2 separate regions of the Zea mays genome follow, and region 1 is linked to region 2. Evidence: chromatin contacts called from public Hi-C data. All regions are on one chromosome and are shown on one strand. The core of a region is the stretch at or near the end of the contact, and the rest is flanking DNA. Distances in the headings are between cores, read along the strand shown.

Region 1 (5,209 bases), core at 1,176-3,675, 360 kb after region 2:
TAAAACGGTAAACCAGCTCAAGTTTCATCTGATGGCAGAAATTATGAAATGGAGCACCAGTAACCTTTCCTCTCTCTCTCTTTTTTAACGCAGTAACCGATGGGTGCTTCCAATTGCCTGATGGAATGGAAGACAAAAGCCTCGCCCTCGGACACGGGCTTTCGGTCAGTTTGACGTGATTTATTTTACAGGTTCTTTATGGATTTAAGTACAAGCAGTTTAACTGCTTTTTAAAAATGAAATAAAAGTAGACAACAAAATGAAATTGTTTTTCACCGGCTTCTTAGATAACATGTGCCAAACAGGGTTGATGGCCATCATACCATATCCTCACGAGCGCGAGGCAGCAACCTACCCTCGGATGGTAATGCCATGTTCAGCAGATCCTCCGTCCCATCTCACACCTCATTCATTATTTCAAAATTCACTCTTGTAAACGGCATCATCTACAGTTCTGTTTTTCCTATTTTACGCTATCGGTTAAAGACAGCCTAATGAAATTTTACACTGAAAATTTAAAGATGAATCATACTAAGATCAGACTCTATTTTCATTTATGTTTGAACAAAATTAATTAAAAACCAAAATGAATCGTGAATAAACATTTAGATCGTAATCCATCACCTCCCCTAAACAGACCCCATCACATTGGCACCTTGCTAGAAGATGATCCAACGGCCTGTCCGCTTCCAAGCTGTAAACATCACAGAAATATAATGCCAAAGCACACCCTAGTCTACTGATGAGAGTAACTCATATTTCTTAAAAAATAAAATAAATCCTCTCTATTTCATAGACTACAGAGTGGACTTTCCCTAGAAACTACAGTGCCACTAGTATATATAAAAACAAATACTCTCGCGTTCATAAATATACGACACCGTTAATTTTTTAAAAAAACTTTAACCACTTAATTAAAAAATAATAAGTTATCATTTAATTTTTTTTTATTTTGTTTTATCGATTAAGGTAGTTTGTACTACACCTAAAATTTTACATTTTGAATAAAACAAGTGGTCAAAGTTTTCAAAAATAATTAATGATGTCATATATTTGTGAAGTAGTAGATTTTTACCCCCAATTTACAATTTTCATGTACAATACCAGTTGCAAGTTCCCCACGAGCCCAAGCTGCGAACTCCAAAAGGTTGTACAAAAAGAATCGCATTTCTTTCTAGTTATTTTCGTTTTCATTGCTTTAGAGGGGATCTTCGCTGTACCAGTGACATGTAGGCACGGGCTGATGGGGGCAGCTCAACAACCAAGGACCCGGCCTGGCCCCCACCCGTCAGACAAACAACCGGCCAACCACTGCTGACGCTACGGCAAGAACCCGCCACCGCCGCGGCCTCCGCTGGCGGCGGCGGAGGAGGACGAGGAGGCGGCGAGGACGGCCTCCAGGACGACGGCCTCGCACTTGCGGCACCGCTTGGGCGGCGCCGGGTCGTCCAGGACGATGGGGCGGCGGCAGGACGGGCAGGACGAGTTGGAGCGCAGCCAGGTGTCGACGCACGCGACATGGAACCCGTGCCCGCACTGCGGCATCACGCGCACCTCCTCCCGCTCGCCGAACTCCGCCAGGCAGATGGCGCACTCCGCCAGCAGCTCCTGCTCCTCCTCGCCCTCCGCCGCCGGCGCCGCGCCCCGGGCCGCCGCGGCCGCCGCCACCGCGTCCGCGTACGCCAGCCTCGGAAGCGCCTTCAGCGCCTTCTTCTTCAGCCCCTTGCTGGCGGCGGCCGCGCTCGCGGTCGCGGTCGTGGTCGTGGCGGCCGCGCTCGCGCCGGTGGCCTGGTGGTGCGCGTGGTGGCGGTGCCCGCTGCCGCCGTCGCTCGAGGGGGAAGCCGGGGCGCCGTCGCCCCCCGCGCCAGCGCCCCTGTTGCGCCGGGATCGGGCGCAGCGGGCGACGGCGGCGAGCCCCACGACGCAGATCAGCGCGCAGAGCAGCGCGGCGAGGATCACCACCACATCGGAGTTGACGGCCGCGGGCGGGTCGGCGGGCGGGATGCCCGGGATGCGTTTGGGGTTCGGGTCGGGGATGGCGCCGCCGCTGTCGCTGCTGCTCTGGAGGAGGCGCCGCGAGTACGACAGCCGGAGCATCGCCGGCGTCGGTCGCGCGCCGGTGGGTGGTGGGGCGTCTACGTTAAAAAAGTGGAGCGGCGAGAGGACGGAAAGGGAGGTCCCGGTCTTGGGGGGTTGGGATGGTTAATGACGGAGAGGGCAAGCGTCCTCGTGTAGGGAGTGGGAGGACTGCCGGACTGCCTGAGCTGTGGCGAAACTCGGAAGGGCGCAATTGACGACTATGCCCTTCGTGTTCCCCGCATTGCAAGCTTCCTACAATATACACTAGCTCTTGGAGGTGAAAACAATCCAACTACATTATTGGTCCTAGACTCCTAGCAACACTTTGCATCGGTTGGCTCTGCGCCTCTATCATGCTGGCATAACAAGGTCCGTGGTGCAAATATGCACTTAATACAAGAACTTTAACACCTAATACTAGGAGAAAGGTGTTCGAACCAAAATTGAGCGGCGGACTGAGGCCGGACGGTCCGCGGTCCGGACGGTCCGCGCCTGTGGGCCGGACGGTCCGCGCGTGCGCAGAACAGATTAGGGTTCCGAGTTTTGTGCTACGGTTGTTAGCTATATTCGCGGGATTAGCTCGGAATCAGTTGTGTAAAGGGTCCAGCCCCCCTCCTCTATAAATAGAGAGGTCTACGGCCGATTTGTAATCATCATCAATCGAATCAATACAACTTTTACTCGCATTTTATCCTAGGAGTAGTTCTAGTCTAGTTTAGGTTTAGCCACTCGATCCCCAAATTCTCCGTCTCTCCTCGACTCTACGTCGATTAGAGGAGTCTAGGTCGGCCTGCCCGAGCCTAGACACCACCTAGGATCTCTACTCCCCGACGGGGTCCCTCCCGGGAGCGAGATCCAGGCGCCGTCGGCGATTTTCCGCCGTCCCTGCGTACGTGCGGACCGTCCGGCCCCAGGGCGCGGACCGTCCGGCCGTCAGGCAGAAGTCCCAGCAGCGCACCAGGCCGCGGACCGTCCGGCCCCAGGCCGCGGACAGTCCGCCCTTGCGCAGAGAGCACCACCGCGCCTCGCACCAGGCCGCGGACCGTCCGGCCCCTGCGCGCGGACCGTCCGCCCCTGTGCAGAGGGCACCGCCACGGTTCTTGTTGAGTGTTTGGCGCTCCGAAAAGGCGTCAACATACTTTTGGCGACTCCGCTGGGGAAAACATATCTAAGCTCATCAAATCGGCCCTCAATGGCCGGTTCAAGGGATAGCTCTGATATTTCTCCAAGCAACATCATAGAGCCGACTTGGGAAACCTTGCCGGCTGACGAGCAGCTCCAGTTCGAGGAGCACAAGGAGCGGATGATCCAGGAGGCGAAAGCAAAGTTCTTGACCAACTTCAAAGTGGACAGGAACAACAAGGTCGTCCGACATCGGGCGACGGATCCGGCTTCGCTCCAACCCACGCCAGATATCCCCAATGTAAGTAATACCAACGATCTGCAATCTCTTAAAAATTATGTAGAAGATCAGCGTGAACAAATGCATAACATCATAGGGGGTATGCAAAGCGATTTTAAGAGACTAGTACGTGCATTTGATAAATCTAGTACCGCAAATTTTCCTTCGCACGAGGTTGAGTTAGGAGATAACGCATGTAACACATCGGCTACAGGTTGTCACGACCAGTCACAACCCCTTTATGGGATGCCGATGGACACATACCCTAATCAACCGCAAATCGGCAGCAAACCAGCCGATCTGCACATGCCCGGACCGTCCGCACGTGAGCGCGGACCGTCCGGGCCAGCAACAGTGGGGCCTATTTTTAATGAGTTACCTAGATATGCGCCCGAGCCACCACACACGGCACAGAACCTAAACTACCCAGTCGGACCGTCCGCGTACAACAACGGACGGTCCGCACATAATCACGGACGGTCCGGGTCAATGTCCGGACAGTCCGCACATGACCTTTTTGAGGAGGATTGTTACCGGAATCCTCACCCGTCCCAGCAGCACTTCCCATCGCACTATACAATGCATCAACCCATTAATTCAAGATCCAGAGCCCAGGAAAGCTTTCCGGCCCCACCCAGGAGGCCGGAAAGAAACGATCAAACCTATGACCCATATAGGGCAAATGAAAATGCACCACGTAACTCGAACCAATGGGGGGAAAGACAGCATGCTAATATCCAGCCAACCCCACCTATGTTTGACCAGAGAGCCGGTGGTCTCGCACCGGCTGCCATTGATATAGTAAGGGAAGAAATAGCTGGGGCGTTTCGAGATAAGCTCGGAGTAAGCATGGTCCCTGGGGGGCAATCATATCGGAAACCTTATGACAGCCGATTTGATCACCACCCATACCCACAGGGAACCAGGATACCCGAATTCGCAAAGTTTTCGGGTGATCAAGGGAAAAACACACGCGAACATATAGGCCAGTTCTTAGCACAATTGGGAGAATTGGCCGACACAGAGGCATTTCGCGTACGTTTATTTTCATTATCGCTAACAGGAACCGCGTTTGCATGGTATGCCACTTTACCTCCTAATTCCATTTCATCATGGGGGGATCTAGAACAAAAATTTCATGATCATTTTTTCTCCGGTGATTATGAGTTGGATTTGGTAGATTTAGTGTCGTTGCGACAAACAAAAGATGAATCGGTTAATGATTACATCCGGAGATTCCGAGATACAAGAAACCGATGCTTTCAAATTCATTTAGCAGAGAAACAGCTAGTAGGATTAGCCTTTAATGGTCTGCGATATTATTTAAAAGAAAGATTAGAAGGCATTCAATTCTTTACACTAGCACAATTACACCAGAGAGCTTTGGCTTGTGAAAGCCGAAGCAAAGAAACTGCTAAAGCAATTCGTCACAACGTGCATGTAGTAGAATGCGACCAAAGTAGCTCAGAAGACGAATCAACAGAAGTGTATGCTGCTGAAATGGTTTGGCCAAAGCAGGCCAAATCTTCGGCTTGTGCCTCCTTACAGCCGGTTCAAAAGAAACGGCAAGAGGAGGTTAAGTTTACATTTAATGTTGGTAAGTGTGATAGAATATTTGATGAATTACTTAAAAATGGCAACATTAAAATAAATCACACTGTTCCATCCGCCGACGAGCTAAAACGTCGTGCATATTGCAAGTGGCATAACTCGTTTTCTCATGCCACT
Region 2 (5,288 bases), core at 1,277-3,776:
TGGATCCCCTCGTGATCCCTATCCACCAAATCAGCCCCTAATGTGGGCACCTGGTGCTACAACGGCTTCACCCTCCGCACTAACACTCTAAGGCCGCTCCATGTGTCCCGACTAGTTCTCCCAACCCACGCGCCTCGCCTCGGCGCCGTGCCCTGTGGGCCCCACACGCGCAACTACCACACCGCGCAAAAAATAGTGCAGAGCGAGCACTCGAACCCGCGCGCCCCTGCTCTAGAAATTTGAGGCTAACTAACATACCACACATACTTTAGTGTTTAGAAATAAACAATAATTGTATTTGAATAAATATCTCAATACTTATTTATATGATAGTCACCAGCACTAAGAGGTCGTTTGGCCCGACTCTGAAAGTGTTTTGGTTATTGTTGGAGGGCCTTCGTCTTCCGAAGGTCTTTAAAAACACAGTTATATATTTGTTTTCAGCATACCATTAAGTATTACAGGAGCTTCGTTACTAGGAGAGCTTCAACATAACTCGAAGGAAGTACGACGAAGCAGGCTTCGTCACGATGAAGCAAGAAGGCAACGAAGAGAGAAGGTGTTGTTCAAATTGTTGAGTGCAAAAGACAATGTTGTCCCTATGACATTTGTAAACTCTGTATGTAATTGTTGAGGATGTGAATGTAATAACAAACGAAGCCGTACGATTGCTTATAAATAGATGAACAGTACTTCCATACTATTCACGCTAGATTATAATTACCCTTACATCACCACCTTCAAACAAGCCGAAGATAACAATGTAATACAAACTTTAAAAGTGCTTTTACATTTATTATGATATAAATACGTGACATAATATTATACCTTGCGAATATATTTTTATATGTTTACAAATAATAAAGACTTGTTATTTATGACCTTCGTCTAAGATGCATTATACCCGAAAGGGAATAATGATTCGGAAGACGAAGGTCTTTAACATATAACAAATGTATTGTCTTACTCTTAATTCACAGCAATTGAGAATAAGTGGACAATGGCTACTAAAAGCTACCGATATTTAAAGCTAAAATGACTTATAGTTTGGAACGAGGAAAATACCCTTCAAGTGAATTGGCTTAAGAACTATGGTATCAAAGCCATGCAATACCCTACACGTATGCTAAAGATATGCCAGCGCCTTCTTTGTTACAGGTTGGAGTTCGTTGAAGCAAATGGAAGCGCCGCATATTTGCTGGCACAGCTGCAGTCCAAATCCAACTGCAGTCCGCAGCAGCTCGTCCTTCTTGACCTGCTCTGTCAGGCTCGCCATCCTGACGGCTTGTCCTGACTCCAGCGAACCCGATCCTTGCTTGCCACGTATCAGATACAGTGGAGTTGTAGGAGAGGAGTGAGGACTGAGGAGAGCAAGCCTGGGAAGTTTAGTGAGTAAAAACTGCGGCGCCTCCTCTGATGCACCCGCAGTCGATGGGGCATGTGCCCAACTGGTCCTGCTCACCATGCTGTATCCTGAAAGGCCGAAACAACACAGGTTTATGTGTGCATGCATATGCTCACATGAATTTCTTCCATCAAAATCCTGAAAAATGGATTAGGCCAAGGAGAGTAAACCTGATCTGGAGATAAAAAAAAAGTTAAACCCAGTATTAATGGCTCCCATGGTTCCTCTGACTTAAGTTTAGTTCGTGTCACATCAAATGTTTGAATATCAACTACGAGTATTGTATATAAGTTTGATTAGGTTTAATAAATTTGTCTATCTTTTAGTCTTTATCTATGTAATTAGTTTTATGATTAGACTATATTTAATACTCGTAATCATCATACAAACATTCAATATGACAGGGACTAAAGTTTAGTTAGGTGGAACCAAACACCCCAAAAATAATCGAGGCAAGTCTTACCCAAGAAATAGAGGCTGCGTCGATTCTAGGACCTTTTGGATCAGTAGAAAGTCTTCTCGTCGCTACGTCAAACCTGTCCTTCTCACCTAGAGATAGGGGTGGTAATGGACTCTAAATTTTACACTACAAAATTTAAGGATCAAATTATATTAGGATTGAGCTCTATTTCTATTCATTTTTTAACTAAAATTAATTAAGGGCTCAAACGAATTGTGAAGAAACATTTGAATGATCAATTACCACCCCTACCTAGAGATCAAACACTAGAAATTGTGGAGCAGCCATAAAAGTACACAATACTCTATATTCCATGTTGGTGAGTCTTGAAAACATCAAAAATACTCCAAAAGTTAAATGGTACCTTCATAGGCTTACTGTTTCCACTTTGCCCAAATTTGTATAGAAAGAACAGTATAAGAATTGTGCCATAGTGTCCTGGCTGGACCCCAGTTCATTGTAAAATAGATATTACCTTTAGTTAAAAGGCGCTCGAATTTCAGTCTCTCCCCGCGTTTCACGCGCTCTCGGCCGCACGCGAGCCAACGCGTGGCCGCACACCACGGACCCGAAATTATACATCAAATCAACCAAATTGCAGCGTTGCGTCCGGTCTTCCTTTCCCAACTCGGTCGACGCGTTCGCCACGGCTGCGCAGTCCTCCTCCTCGCCTCCGATCCCCTCCCTTCGACGATGCGAGCACACCCGCTCATCCTCTTCGTACCTGCACCGCCACCTCATCCTCTTCCTCGCCGCGCCGACACCCACCGCGCTCTCTCCCTCCCGCGGCGACGCCCTTCGCCAACGAGAACCGCACGCCGTCGTCTCCCACGGGCACTGTCGCACGCTGGGCCACGCTGCAGTCGGTGGCGCCGCCACACCTTCTTCCTCCATGTGCCGTCGCCGCCCTATTCTTCTTCGAGATGCAGCCGCTAGCGCTGCCCTCCTCCCAGCTCCCCTTCATGGCCGCGTGCAGGTGGACCGCTCCCCACCCCGTCGCCTTCCTCCTCGTACTGCCCCCAAGAACGCCCTAGGTTACTTTTTCTTAGATTTGCCTTTTGGTTTCAAGTATGTTTCTCTGATGCCCTAGCTGTCTGGTGGATTAAATTTAATTATTGAGCTGCAACTTTCACCAATTGGTTTGGAGAAAGACAATAGAGGCTTGGGTTCTTTTAGTTAAGAAAAATTGCGTCCGTGTTCAGTTATAACATAAGATTGTTTATTGTTCTCTGTAATCTCACATTTCTTTTTCTATATATGAATAGGGACTATGTGCCAGTGTTAGTTTTTGGTACCAGTCTACAGGTCTTTCATTTCTACATTCAAAGGTGAGAATCAATCATGTTCGGCTCCCTTTAAAAAAGTAATGTTTCCCAATCCTTCATAGTAAAACTAAACACACATTGTAAAGACATTTGTCGTACGAGATCTTTTATAGAGGTGTGTTTTAACCCAAAGGCAGGCTGTGGAGATCAATTCCAGATATTGCCTTCTTGTTGTGTCTCAGTTGATTTTTTTTAGCATTGAACGTAACTTACAGTTTGACATAACAAGCGGTGAATGTAACACTACAGTTTAACTCAACAAGCCATTGGCTGTAGCTCACAATCAGCTTGGCTGAACTGCCAAAAAAAATACAAGCAGTCCATTACAGTTCAACTTAACAAGAGCAGTTCTGTTGGTAAAGCCGATGCAAATAAGTACCAATTGTTAGTTAGGAAGGGAAAAGTGTCAGCAGTCAATGGCTGATTAAAAAACTAAATGTCTTTGAATTTGTTGGGCCGTGTGCCTAGTGCCTGGCCTATTAACTGGCTTGTTCGCTGCGGCTTTAATCCGACTGCGACTGCGGCTTCTACAGTATTTTGTCTCTAGGAATTGCAGCTGCAATAGTATTTTGCAGCTGCAACAGTGCTCCCGCATGGGCAGCCGAACAAGCTAAACATGTACATATATACTTATTATACCAGTGAGGTGTGTGTAGAGTAGTGTACTCTGTACTCTTCCAGAAAACTTTACATGGTACCGGAACCGGGACCAGCGGCGACGGTGTAGTGGTGAGGAGGCAGAGGAGTGCCTTCGGCCTCGACGGAAGAAGGCCGCCGATGGAGAAGAAGACCAGCTGGGAGCGTGGCGCGGCGTCGCGGTCGTGCACGAGGAGGAGGAGCCTGCACTTGCCGGAGGGAGAAGAAGCATGTAGCACGGTGCGGTGCTGCAGTCGTGCGTGAGTAGGTTCTTATTATTGTTTTCTATCCTGCTGGATATGTAGTCATGACAGTTAAATTATGTACAACTATGATTACAAACGGGAATACAAGCTAGGAGTTGAGACCACAATCCTTATGAAAAGTTACACTGTAAGTATGTCGTCCTGCTTGCATTTCTTCCATGTTCCTTTTCTCACTGTAAGCTTAGTTTTTGTGATCAGCTTCCAGATAGAAGAGTTATTAAAGTAGACACTAAACGATTCCAACCTCCTGAATCTCTTTTTACTCCTGTAACACTTCCATTTATATTTATACATAATGGTATTGTCAACAGTACACATAGTTTCCATCAGTTTGTTAATAGTGCACCTTTAGATTGAATGAGCTTCTTGCAGAGCACCAAGGATTAGGCATTGAAATGTGTGGATAAAAATATTAGAGGACCACACATCATTATTATGCAACATTGTCTATGCACATGAACATAATTGTATCGGTAGTAAGCCGCCAGCATGTTTGAAAGTTAAAAATGTGAATTAAGAACGAATTATCGTATCCTGCTATACTTATGCAACCTACCAAGAATTAGGGCATTGTAGAAACCATATAAAGTATTGAGATCAATTTGAATTTGTCTGCCTCATGATTTTTTGATACCTGACCTTTATGAAGGTAGAGGACAACATTAAGGATGATCATAGACTACCAACATTCTTCTTCAGATTAAATGTTAAATTCAGTAATTTAATTTGTTTCAGGTGAGCCTTCTTCACATATTGAGCAACAATAATCATCTTCGTGGTCATGGTGGTGATGACCATGATGCGCCTAGAAATGCATGTGTGAAATATTCAATATATGTCACCATTTCTATTTTCAGTAATACAAGATTAGACCATCCCTGCACATCTGCCTATCTGCCTGGCAAAATATTATCGTCGCTTCCAAGATTGAGAATATGGCTGCGTTTGGAAAGCCTTAGATTCTAGCATTGGGTAACATGTCTATTATCCCACATTATCTAAGTTTAACTAGATACTCATATTTTATGAAAAAAACTGCACTGAAAAATCACGAGGTGCTAGATGTTGCGCTAGCAGCAGCATCATAGCACATCTTGTCTATTCCAGTTACAAATGTGCATATTGTAGAATATTTTTGTAACATACTGCTGCTCCCTTCCATTCGTTTTGGTTTTGGCAATTTTCTATGCACGTGT

What was found. A called contact is a pair of places that touch in the nucleus more often than the background predicts.
Region 1: a Hi-C map of leaf shows a contact between it and region 2, with 6 times the contacts expected there. The contact joins the promoter of LOC103637601 here to the promoter of LOC100383597 in region 2. A contact is called at or near these places in 3 of 25 Hi-C or Micro-C datasets (ear, leaf and tassel).

What each region holds. Positions count from the first base shown.
Region 1 is chr1:85,313,329-85,318,537 of Zm-B73-REFERENCE-NAM-5.0, forward strand. LOC103637601 (RING-H2 finger protein ATL80) reads right to left here and starts at 2,426. Exons shown (of 1, transcript XM_020546420.3): 1 at 668-2,426. The coding sequence starts at 2,097. The coding sequence ends at 1,321.
Region 2 is chr1:84,950,504-84,955,791 of Zm-B73-REFERENCE-NAM-5.0, forward strand. It overlaps LOC100383597, which reads left to right and starts at 2,527. Exons shown (of 7, transcript NM_001363842.1): 1 at 2,527-2,841; 2 at 3,131-3,193; 3 at 3,904-4,090; 4 at 4,828-5,064.